4 separate regions of the Mus musculus genome follow, and all the other regions are linked to region 1. Evidence: chromatin contacts called from public HiChIP or PLAC-seq data. All regions are on one chromosome and are shown on one strand. The core of a region is the stretch at or near the end of the contact, and the rest is flanking DNA. Distances in the headings are between cores, read along the strand shown. Region 1 has its middle 63 kb from the start of Gm29922. Region 2 has its middle 33 kb from the start of Gm40217. Region 3 has its middle 66 kb from the start of Gm40217. Region 4 overlaps Fyb2 (FYN binding protein 2).

Region 1 (2,700 bases), core at 128-2,627:
GTTTGTCAGGCTTGGTTACGGCTATTCTTGGAAAAGATCGGGGTGCGGGGAGTGTGCAGAAACTGGTGTGGTAATAATTTAAGTTTTATCCAAATAAGATGTTTCATGAAATGTGCAGGACTGCTTGAAGTGACACATTTCTGGCATCTGATTGTCCCTGGAAGAGATAAAAGGCAGACGAGAAAAGAGCATACTGTAGGAGCTCTCGCCACCTCGGAACCAAGCCACTTTTGTTTCCAATTTCCAGAGAAAGGGGGTGGGGAAAGAGATTCTCTAAAGGTAAATGAGTGAAATGGCCATTTCTCCCTCCCTCCCCCCCCCCCCCGTGTGTGTGCGCGCACGTGTGCAAGTGCAAGTGTGTGTGTGTGTGTGTGTGTGTGTGTGTGTGTGTGTGAGAGAGAGAGAGAGAGAGAGAGAGAGAGAGAGAGAGAGAGAGAGAGAGAGAAAACATCAGGTATCTGATAATTTCTAGCATGTGCTTTCCAGTCTCTGAATCATTGTCCATCTGTTGGCTCACAAGTCTGTGGAGTAACCAAACTTACAGCAAAGGGGAAAGTGCTTGAAGCTTAAACTCACAGGTGTGATTTAAATTTTGCATTGTCTTTTTAAAGAGCCCTTTTGCATGACAAGTGTTTTCTTTTCCTGACCTCTGCTGCTTCTTTCAAAATGTAAAGGTTGACTCTCTGAAGACAGCTATCCCCCACCACCACTAGGCCATTTGATCCAAAAGAAGTGATCCAAGACCCTAGCAAGATAAAAGCCTTAAACAGAAGAAACATTTCTGGCCCCAGATTTTAGTCTGAGCTTGCTGATGGCCTGCTGGATGGCTATGAGTAAAGTCACTTCAACTGACTTAAATTTCCCAGCCAGAGATGTTGTCATTTCCTCCCTCTGCTCTCATGCTATTTTAACACTAATTTACAATTTAAGTTTTGTCTGTAGAGGAGGTTCTCCTTGGCCATGCTGTATGGAATGGTCTCTCCCAACATTATTCTGTTCTGTTAGACCTTTAACTGAAACTCCCCCACTGTTTTCTCTGTTTATCTCTTTAATTGGTAGTTTCTGACTATCTCTTCAACTAGAATGTCAGCTCCTTCTGAGAGGGACAAAGGACAGCCAGGTCCACACTGTTCAGCAGCCTGTCACCTTGGTGAGATAAGTTCTCATATATATTGGTGGAATGGAAGCTGTTGCCTCCGGGCAATCATGTCTTCTGCTAATACAGAACTTGACTTACTACAAAGGAGGAAGAATACATCTCCACCAATGGCTCACCCCATACCTCAGCCTTGACAGTGAATGAATGTCTATGACTACATGCTTGTCCTTGGTAGCTCCACCGGGAACTGAAGAAGAAAAGCAATTGTCCACCTCGTTAGACAGCCTTTGGATAGTCCTGATAGCTAGATCATTAGTGGCAATGGCATACTCCTCAGAAGTGTAGCATGACCTAATCTATTTCCTATGCCACGGGGAAGAGCTCTCTCTCTCTCTCTCTCTCTCTCTCTCTCTCTCTCTCTCTCTCTCACACACACACACACACACACACACACACACACACACACTTCAGTGGACTGTTATCTTCGACACATCTGTCTACAGAGCACTTCCTGTTGCCCATTTCCTGTCTCCCTGCCACAGGCATCTGGTGAGAGACACCCAGCAGTTATCCCTCCCTAACTTGACTGACTCAGGAAGCCATCCTTGTTCTTACAGTTGTTTAGGTGAACTTGGGTTCTGCTTCACCAATCCAAACATGTTCCTCGGCAAAGCTGAGCTCACAGTCTCAAATCTAGATCCAGGATACAACAACCTCTGCTTTGCAGTGTGGTTTTCCGGGCTTGTTCAGCCATTAATAAACTTGTTATTTTATGTTCTGTTTTTCTGTGGATTTGCATGGCTCCCCAGAGGGAGGAAGCTTAAGGCTGGGAATTCAACCTCCAGTACCTAAGAGTGTTTTGCTTCACAGTATGTGGTTTTAGGCCACCTGTCTTCTCAAAACTTCAGGCTCACTGAATGGTAGGAAAGAGAAACCAAACACAAGGCTCTTCCCCAAAATTTGGAAAACTGCATGCTAGAAACTTGGTGAATAACTCTCACATGAACTTGGTAGGTAGACCCTGTAGATCAAATGACTGGCTCTAAGAGCCTGTGTTTATTAGCTGGCTCTCAAATAAGAATCCATTTCAAATGGGCAGCTACACAAAGACTTAAGTTCAGATCACAGAAAACCATCCCCTCACTCGCTCTACAACCTTAGGCGCTGGCTCTCCCTGAACACTAGTTTCTTTAACTGTATCTATTTGCAGGATTGCCAAACACTTATATGAAGTTTGGGATCCACAAATGTGTAACTAGTAAATATATGATAAATAAAGTGTCAAAAGGAAAGAAAATTATCAACTCTGAAGGGTTTAATGGAAAATGGTGAGATATTCGTACACGGTAAAGGTCCAAATAAACCCTTCAATATTCACCTGGATTCTAGAGTGAAGACATGCATCTATGCACATGTGTGTGCATATGCTCCCCCCACATACACACACACACACATGTGCACACACACATACATATACACACCCACACATGCACACATATAGGAGCATGCATGCGCACACGTGTACACACACACACACACTCACACACGCGCGCGCGCACACACACACACACAGATTTGGCTGTGCATATTCATCAGTCCCA
Region 2 (2,700 bases), core at 64-2,563, 620 kb before region 1:
TTGTCTGGTCCCGCGGTCCTTGAACTTGAAAGTGTATTAGCATTGTGTAGCATGCTTGTCCAAGCACAGATTGCTAGCCTCGCTCTCTGGGTATCTGATTCCAGTGAGTCAGGCATCATCAGATGCATAGTAGCCATGAAGAAATATTGTGGACCCAATGTGTTGGTGACAACATTTGTTGATTCTCTGTTAGGAGCTGGTGAGTGGTGACACATTGAAAATAGCATGGCCTTGTGAGTCACCATGTGGGTGCTGAGATTTGAACTCAGGACCTCTGGAAGAGCAGCCAGTACTCTTAACCCCTGAGTCAACTCTCCAGTCTAGGATGGTCTTGTGATAGTCTGTAGGGAACATGTGAAGTCTGGAGAGAATGTGTATTGTGGGCATGGGCATGGCCATGGCCATGCTGCATCCCCAAGGGAGTGTGAAAGCCCTCACCTGGTGTGGGATGGATGATAAGGCCGGCCTCAGGGTCTGAGTGTGAATGTTGACTTTATAGAAAACATCCACTTTCTCCTCCCAGATACTCACAGCCTGAAGACTGCTCCTACTGAGATCAGCTAAGCCTGCCTTCCTAATTCTGTACACAATAAAAGCTGCATTTTCAGCTTTAGACAACAAACTTGCCTCCCTGTTCAACTATATATAACAAACATGCTGAACTTCTAAGGTGCTGTGGCTTCTTCATTGGAAAGCCCAGTCTACCCTATCCCAGCTTTTCTGTGTGTCTGTCTGTCTTATCCTTATTCCCTTGTCACCCTTAGTCAGGATCCCAGGGTCGAAGCCATGCAAGCAGCAGGAGCAGATCATTCATAGGCCAGCCCTGGGAGACACTAAGCTGGGGTGATGTAGAACTCTGAAAAGTGAGAGACAAGCCCGAGCTATATGCATTTCATTGAGAGGGAGAGAAAGGCACAGACCAAGCAATTTCAGCAATGATTTGAGCTAGAATTGGGGGTGGGTAGGGGAGTCACAGGCTGCAGAAGGAATACACATTGGTGAACTGAACCTGAACGGAGTTGGAGGCAAAAGCCAAAGAGGTAGTAACACAACTGAGGCCTGAAGAACGAAGAAAAAGGAAGGTACAGCTTGGCACATTTGAGGAACCGAAATCATCATGGCAGAGCGCACCATCCAGGTGGCCTGGACTGTTGCATGAGAGTTAGGCCAGATTTGAAGTAGGTGGGGGGTTGGGGCCAGAGGCTTCCCTGTGAGAATAATGGCAGAGGGGAAATGGTAGACCAGATAGCCCTTGCTGGGAGGTGAGAAAGGAACAGGGCAGGGGAAGGTAGAAGAGTCTGGCTATCCTATGATGTGGCCAAGTCTTACAACATCTCCAGGGCATGAGATCACTCTAGACTGTGTACGGGCTAGTTTTGTGTCAACTTGACACAGCTGGAGTTATCACAGAGACAGGAGCTTCAGTTGAGGAAATGCCTCCATGAGATCCAACTGTAAGGCATTTTCTCAATTAGTGATCAAGTGGGGAAGGCCCCTTGTGGGTGGGACCATCTCTGGGCTGGTAGTCTTGGGTTCTATAAGCGAGCAGGCTGAGCAAGCCAGGGGAGGCAAGCCAGTAAAGAATATCTCTCCATGACCTCTGCATCAGCTTCTGCTTTCTGACCTGCTTGAGTTCCAGTCCTGACTTCCTTTGGTGATGAACAGCAGCATGGAAGTGTAAGCCGATTAAACCCTTTCCTCCCCAACTTGCTTCTTGGTCATGATGTTTGTGCAGGAATAGAAACCCTGTCTAAGACAACTAGTGTCTTCAAGAGAGCCTTCTGGGAAACATTAAGGATGGGAGGCAAAAGGAAAAAAAAACCTGTAAGTGATAAACAACTCAAGAGGAGGCACAGGGACATCACTGAACAAGAAGCATGGGGCCCAGCAGCCTGGCCTGGCACAACTATGCAGACAGTGACAGACATGTGACTCGGCCAGGGTGCTTCCCCGTCATCCTTCTCAAAGCCCTGTGAGTTCCGACACAGCCTCAACACTCAGCAGCAGATGAGGGTCACTTCTTCACTTGACAGAAGAGCAAACCAGCACAGCCAGGCAGGGGAACTACAGGAGGCAGGATGTAGCATGCACGGCATGAACGTCTGTTCTTTCCGAAGAGTGACCTTTCTCCTGCCTTAGAGGCTCCCAGGGAGTAACAGTGTGTTCTGCTCCCTGGCAGGCCCTGTGCTGCTCTCTCACCTGTTCTTTCCCCCTCTTCTACTTATCTCCTAAAAACACCATCAACATAGAAAACCACCCTTGCCCTTCTTGTGCAGCCACTAGCCATGTTGGGGATGTTTGCACACACATCTTGTGGAATCTTTGCCACCAACGGCCAGGGATGGTGACAGGCTGGATGTTGGAGAGAAGCGAGACAAAGCCCTGACCTCAGCTCTCACCGTGAGATGGTGGAGCTGGGACCTCAGCCCAGATCTGTTTGATTTCAAATGTGTAGAGTAAACAATAGTAGGGGGCAGGAAAGGCTTAGAAACCAGATCCTCTGCTGAGGGTCAGCATTCTGTGGGAAGAATTTCCGGAACATGATATACACTTCTCCAGACTCCTACCTACGCACATGCTGGCTTCTCTGTGCACACGCGTCTGCCCATCCTTAAGAATCTTGACTGTCTTGCTGCGAACCTTGGCCTGTGTCCGTGTCTAGATCCCGCTCATCTGTACCCAACCCTGACCTGAATTTAA
Region 3 (2,909 bases), core at 245-2,744, 660 kb before region 1:
ACATGATGTGAGTAGAATCCAAAATTTTAAAGTTCAACAGCAGCTCAAAGGTCAAGATAACCCAATCTCCTTTGTTTGGTGAAGATATGATGAACCCATTAGGCAGAAGAAGCAACTCGGGACACAGAGGCAGTGTGTGATTTGTCCATGGTGATGTGGTCAACAGTACCAGAAGCTAATCTAGAGCAGATAACCCTACAGACTGGTGGGACTCACTGGGCACCTGGAAGATCCTTGGCTCTTTGAATATATGCTCCCATGATGCCTAGCTGGTGATGAGGACTCATTGCAGGGACATCATTGCAGTCAGACACAGCTGCCTATAGATCCTGATGCTGCATCTTATTCTGTCCCATTTGGCAGGCATTCCATCCTCTAGGTATTTACCATCCTTGAGAGTATCTTCCTTCTTTCTCCCTTCCCTTTTCTTCATCCCCTACTACATCTCTCCTTGCCCACCTCCTCTCCTTCATCCCATCTGCATGCTGCTGTCTTCCTCTCTTCTCCCCTGCCCTCTTTTCTTTTTCAGGGAATATTCTCAGTGAAGGAACCCAGACTGGGATTTACAAGTGTAAACTGGAGGCAATATACTTCAGTTCTTCCCATATATTTCTTCCTATGTATTCTCTCCTTTCTTTTCCACCCCTTAATTCTCCCTTGTCCCCTCCCCCCCACACACAGTCCAACTTCATACTATATCTTTCCCCAACAAACTTGCTGATTCCAAAACCTAGAGTAAATCAACAGTTGCTACACAAGAGAGTCTTCCAAGAGCTTAACCCCCAGAATTGGTTTGCCCTAACCAAAATTTTACTTACTTTTAACATTTCTGTTTGTTTTAATCAAGAACTACGCCTGGGGTTTCCCCCTCTGATTCTCTCGTTGCTGGCCCCTGATGTAGCCACAGTCCCTTTTTCTATCTGCGTTCTGAATGCTTTAATTATTTACATATATTTCATGCTTGTGGTGGGTGTTTTCCTCCTTGCCTTTACAGCAGTTTTCTACAGTTCCCTTGGGGGCAAAACAGTACATCTGTATATCAGGCAGGGGTGCTGAGAACCTGATTAAGAGGGGGTGCTTAATAATCTGTACTAGCAAGACCTGTGACTGCAAAGAAATGAATGGATCAGGGGGTACAACTGGAGAAGTCCTCTCAAGAAAAATCTTGAAGCATATTTAGAGGTTAGCTTTCTTTCAGCGAGAACCTTTTGCCATGCTTGCTTCTTTTCATTGCCAGAGTCCCTATTCAGTATTTAGGAAGAAAAGGAGTGGGGAAGGAAGTAGGGAAGGAAGGAAGGAGAAAAGGCAGGCAGGCAGGAAGGCTTATTAAATATTAAAAGTACCGTCTCCCTTTATCTTGGAGATACTCAGAGATGTAAATGCTATCACTGTATCACCTGAAGGGTAGAATCTTGCCCAAAGGAGGCTAATTGAGGCTCAGGTAGATGAAGTCACTGGTTACACATCAGATATGAAGTGAAAATGAAACTGGCCAAGCTCCTGCTGAACCTCTGCAGTCAACCACCAACACTGCCGCGGGTGGGAAGGCAGTGCACAGACTGGTGTTAGGGATTCTTCTAAACAGTATAATAACAAAATCAGGATCTGGAGACAAATCCCTCTGACCCCTGGTTTTCTCATCAGTCATGTAGGTTGGACTCTCAATGCTGGCATTCCAGAGCTGTGGTACAGCCCAACTCTAAATTCCTCTGCCCCGGTGTGAGCCATTAAAACATGATAGATCCCTTCAAGAGGAGTGATGTTTCTTTAACTAGATTGCCAAGGTCAGGCCAAGCAAACTTATTTGGGGTTTATGATGGGAGTGCTCTTAATTGATTGGGGTGAGCAGTTCAAGCTATGCTAGAGGACCGGCTCTTCAGCTTTAAGTTGGAGGGGACTGAAGCCTAACATGATTTGAGGTTGTTTGGTGACAGTGTTTGGTGACAGCACCACTCTTCAACAGCTGACCAGGGGCCCTCAGAGCCCAGCAGCTCCCCACTCCCTGGAGAAGAAGGAGGGAGTATCAAGCAGGAGATAAGTATGCTGCCTTTGTCATTGGGAAGTCATCTCAAGTGTCTGGGGCTTTCCTGTCTTCTACTCTCTCACTGCCAGGAGGTGTTTCCAAGAGGTGTGTCCCTCTCCCTCCTCCTCCCCCTCTCCCTCCCCCCTCCCCTCTCCCCCTCCCCTCTATATCCTGTCTTAGTCTCTGTCTCTCTGTTGTCTCTGTGTAAATTTTTCTCTCTTCTCTTAAAGATATTTTATTATTCTTTACTTAAAAACATTTAGGACATCAGCCAATGTTGAACTGTTTTCCTTTTGAGAGTCCAGCCATCACCTGTTTCTAGTCTCCCGACCTTTGCTTCTGGGCTCTTTTGGCAAAGATTCGTTAATAGGGCACTGGTCCTCACTGAACTACCTCAGATGCCAGACACCATGCCTTCCACCGTGCCCTTTAGGAAGCACTGTGTTCTTTCTACACACAAATTGTAGAGTAGCAATTCCGTGGCCCTAGTCTGCCTACAGGAAGTTAACAGGGGGAACCCCTTCTTCACTGGGTTCAGAATGCTGTACAGAACACTAGGAAACAAAGGTTGGATATATTCCCAGGTCACCTGGTGACATTTTGAAGACAGTTGAAACCTTGCAGGCAGGGTAGCATGAGCCCAGAAGTACAGATATTGAAACTGTCTACCCAACACCTTCTCATCTGCTCTCAGGGGAGGAATTGGAGTCAGATCCAATCTGTAGACATCAGAGCTTCTTACTGTGTTACATCTTTTCTGAGCTTGTCACTGTGAAAGGTAGAGTCCCACTGTCGCTGGATGAAGCCAGAGAGCCTGAGTGACAGGTGAAGAAGGAGCTGATGAGTCGGGGGAGGGGGTGGAATAGGTGGAAGGCTGCCACCCCAG
Region 4 (2,700 bases), core at 108-2,607, 900 kb before region 1:
GACAAAATTATTGTTTCATTGTAAACATGATTTCATCTGTTATACTGAATTCTGTAACTTTTGTAAAAGGGTACTCAGTTCTACTGCTTTGCTGCCATGCTTCCTTCATTTTTTCCTGCTCTTTGATTAATATTCCAGGATGCATATTGCCACGTTAATCCATTCTCTTGGTAGGCATTTAGTTCCTGAGTGATTGTGCATGTGCGATCAGTACTTCCACAGAATTGATTCCTGGTATCCTCATGTACTTGGAAGAGGAAATACAGATACAAATTCACAAGTGCCGTTCCAGCACGTGGGGTTTGCCCTGGTTCCCACAGAACACACAGAACAAAAAGAAGACATTTTTGCCACATCGGTGTCTGTAAATAGTATCACATCATAGTACTTCGAGTCACATCACGCTTCAGTGCAGTTACACACACTCAGTCGATCCTCTACTCATATCATATCGTTTGACTGCTTTTCTGTGGTGGTGTCAGTATTTTCCTCCTTCTTAGGTTTAAAACAATTCATTTTGGATACAACTCTTTTCCTCTCTCATGTCATCTATTACTACATCTTCTCCACCTGTTGGATGGCATTCTTGATTTCCATTCTAGTCTTCCAAAGAATAGAAATTCAAATTCTTAATGTATCTTTAAATTACTTTTTATTATTGCTTTCTATATCTTTTAGAGAACTTTCTCCTAGCTTGCTCAACATACTCCTATATTCTCTTCTAAAAGTTGCAGCTTTGCCTTTTAAACTCAACCCTTAGATCCTCCTGAACTGAGATTTTTTTGGGGGGGTTGTGTTTGTTTTCAAAAGAGGGTTTCTTCCCTGACTAGGGATTGAATCAGAGCCTCAGTGGTGAGAGTGTTGAGTCCTAACCCCTAGACCACCAGGGCACATCAAGTATCGTGTGAATTGAGTTTTATTTTAACAAGTGACAGCCAGTTGTTTTCTTCTATACAGAGAAATGTCTCTTATTTTCCCCAGCAATTTGCAATGCCATTTTGTTAAATCAAGTGTCCCAGCACCTGACAGTCTGTTTCCAGGTTCTCACTTCTCTTTTGTGGTTACTTCTACCCTAATGACATTGTGGGAGAGGCTGCATTTTCTATTTCCTCTTCCTTTCTACTGCTTCAAAAACTTCAAAGACTTGGATATATTGTTTTAGTAAAGAAACTAAACATGGGAGAGGGTGTCTGCCCAGCCTGCACCTGCTGTCCTGCTCTAGCTCCCTTCAAATTTCATGCACAAGCTCACACTAAACCCTGTTCTGTGCCTGGTATTGTGCAGAGCTTATCGCAGATCCACTGGGACTGGGTCAGAGTTCCTCCTTCTGGGATCTCATACAGAAACCATAAATGAGTGAACATGAGGCCATTAGAAAAGGAAGTAGTTTCTAGAGCTATCTTCTAGGCTTCAAAAGAGAGGCGTGTAAGATCCCCAGCAAGTCCTAGGGCCTCGCAAAAGCCTTCTCAGGTGCAGCTTCAATGACTGGAAGGGGCTGGAACCTTCATATCCTGAAGGACCCTCTGAGCAGAATCTGAAGAAAAGGCAGGCTTGGTGGCAGAGGTCTGTAATACTGGCTACTATGGAGGTTGAAGCCAGGACTAGCAAGTTCAAGACCTACCGGGGCCACAAAGTTTGAGGTTTGAAATATAGTTAAGTGGTAGAGTGCTTGCCTTGCATGTGCCAAGACCAGAGTTCAGTTCCTAGGATTGCATATGTAAAGGGAATCAAAACATAGCAACTATGAAAATGTAAGCTTTCTAACATATGCATTATTGTGTTTAAAGGTTTCCTAGTGCAGAGTTACTGAAGTATTTAGGCTTGTCAACACTATAGATAACTGGATGGTTCTTAAGTCACTGAGCCATCTATCCAACTCCTATTTTATTATTTTAAAAATTAGCATACAAAGTATTTGATGCCATTATAGCATTTACAGCATTTTCTATTGAAGTGTGTTCTCCACCCACCTCTTCCAACCTCTATGTCCCCACCCCCTCTTAAAACTTCTTCCTCTCTACTCCCTTACCCTCCTCTGCAGCCCCTCCATCCTTCATGTTACATGTGTCTTTTGCCCCACCCCTTCTTCAGCACCTCTTTATCTTCTTAGTCTCCTTTCTAGACTGTTGAACTTATCTATACATGTAGAGTAATTTTAATCCAGCAACATGGCTGCTCTGGCAAGGAATCACATCCAAAGATATGATCCAACAAGAATGTAGACATGCCCTGGATTACAGTATGATCTGACTGGAATACAGACAAGCCCTTACTAGACACCTGTAATCCCTAACAGAGGAAGTAAAGTTAGTTTGTAGAAGGAAGCAGTTATGTTTGAAAGTGACATCTAATTGAGAGGCAGACAAAGTGATGAATCAGAGTAAGATTTGACAGAATGAGTCAGATATGATACGCCCAACTCTCACATGAACAGATAAGATAGGAAAGAGAAGCCACTTAAAGAACAGTGCAGAGTGAGTTAGAGGTAGAGGGCAGTTCAATGAGTGGAGGTAAATTGAGTTGAGTTCAGGCAATGCAGTTGAGTTCAGTTGAGTGTAGTTGGATGTGGTTCAGTTGAATGCATTGAGTTCAATTGAATTCATGCAGTTTCTTTGAGTTCTACTCAGTTCATACAGTCAGTGCAGTTTGATTTGTGGAATTCAGAGGTAGATTTTCTAAGCAGAAAGTAATTCATCAGAA

Evidence for each region. HiChIP or PLAC-seq counts read pairs in DNA pulled down with a chosen protein or histone mark.
Region 2: a contact with region 1 is called in an H3K27ac HiChIP or PLAC-seq map of large pre-B cells, with 4 times the contacts expected there. The contact joins two enhancer-like sites. A contact is called at or near these places in 1 of 15 datasets of contacts at CTCF or cohesin (the NIH/3T3 cell line) and 4 of 115 datasets of contacts at active chromatin or transcription factors (cardiomyocytes, embryonic stem cells, fibro-adipogenic progenitors and 1 more).
Region 3: an SMC1A HiChIP or PLAC-seq map of large pre-B cells shows a contact between it and region 1, with 7 times the contacts expected there. The contact joins two enhancer-like sites. A contact is called at or near these places in 2 of 15 datasets of contacts at CTCF or cohesin (the NIH/3T3 cell line and large pre-B cells), 3 of 115 datasets of contacts at active chromatin or transcription factors (embryonic stem cells, fibro-adipogenic progenitors and large pre-B cells) and 1 of 9 other capture datasets (embryonic stem cells).
Region 4: an H3K27ac HiChIP or PLAC-seq map of embryonic stem cells shows a contact between it and region 1, with 10 times the contacts expected there. The contact joins two enhancer-like sites. A contact is called at or near these places in 2 of 115 datasets of contacts at active chromatin or transcription factors (embryonic stem cells and large pre-B cells) and 1 of 9 other capture datasets (embryonic stem cells).

Annotation. Positions count from the first base shown.
Region 1 is chr4:105,907,809-105,910,508 of GRCm38.p6, forward strand. No RefSeq gene overlaps it. Among named protein-coding and RNA genes, the nearest start is that of Gm29922, 63 kb to the left of the region's middle. Within about 2 kb of position 1,378, at least 22 of the 459 cell types and tissues checked have an H3K27ac peak or open chromatin away from gene starts, as enhancers often do.
Region 2 is chr4:105,284,503-105,287,202 of GRCm38.p6, forward strand. No RefSeq gene overlaps it. Among named protein-coding and RNA genes, the nearest start is that of Gm40217, 33 kb to the right of the region's middle. Within about 2 kb of position 1,314, at least 32 of the 459 cell types and tissues checked have an H3K27ac peak or open chromatin away from gene starts, as enhancers often do.
Region 3 is chr4:105,251,272-105,254,180 of GRCm38.p6, forward strand. No RefSeq gene overlaps it. Among named protein-coding and RNA genes, the nearest start is that of Gm40217, 66 kb to the right of the region's middle. Within about 2 kb of position 1,495, at least 19 of the 459 cell types and tissues checked have an H3K27ac peak or open chromatin away from gene starts, as enhancers often do.
Region 4 is chr4:105,006,499-105,009,198 of GRCm38.p6, forward strand. All of the region lies in intron 15 of Fyb2 (FYN binding protein 2), which reads left to right. Among named protein-coding and RNA genes, the nearest start is that of Gm52670, 11 kb to the right of the region's middle. Within about 2 kb of position 1,358, at least 27 of the 459 cell types and tissues checked have an H3K27ac peak or open chromatin away from gene starts, as enhancers often do.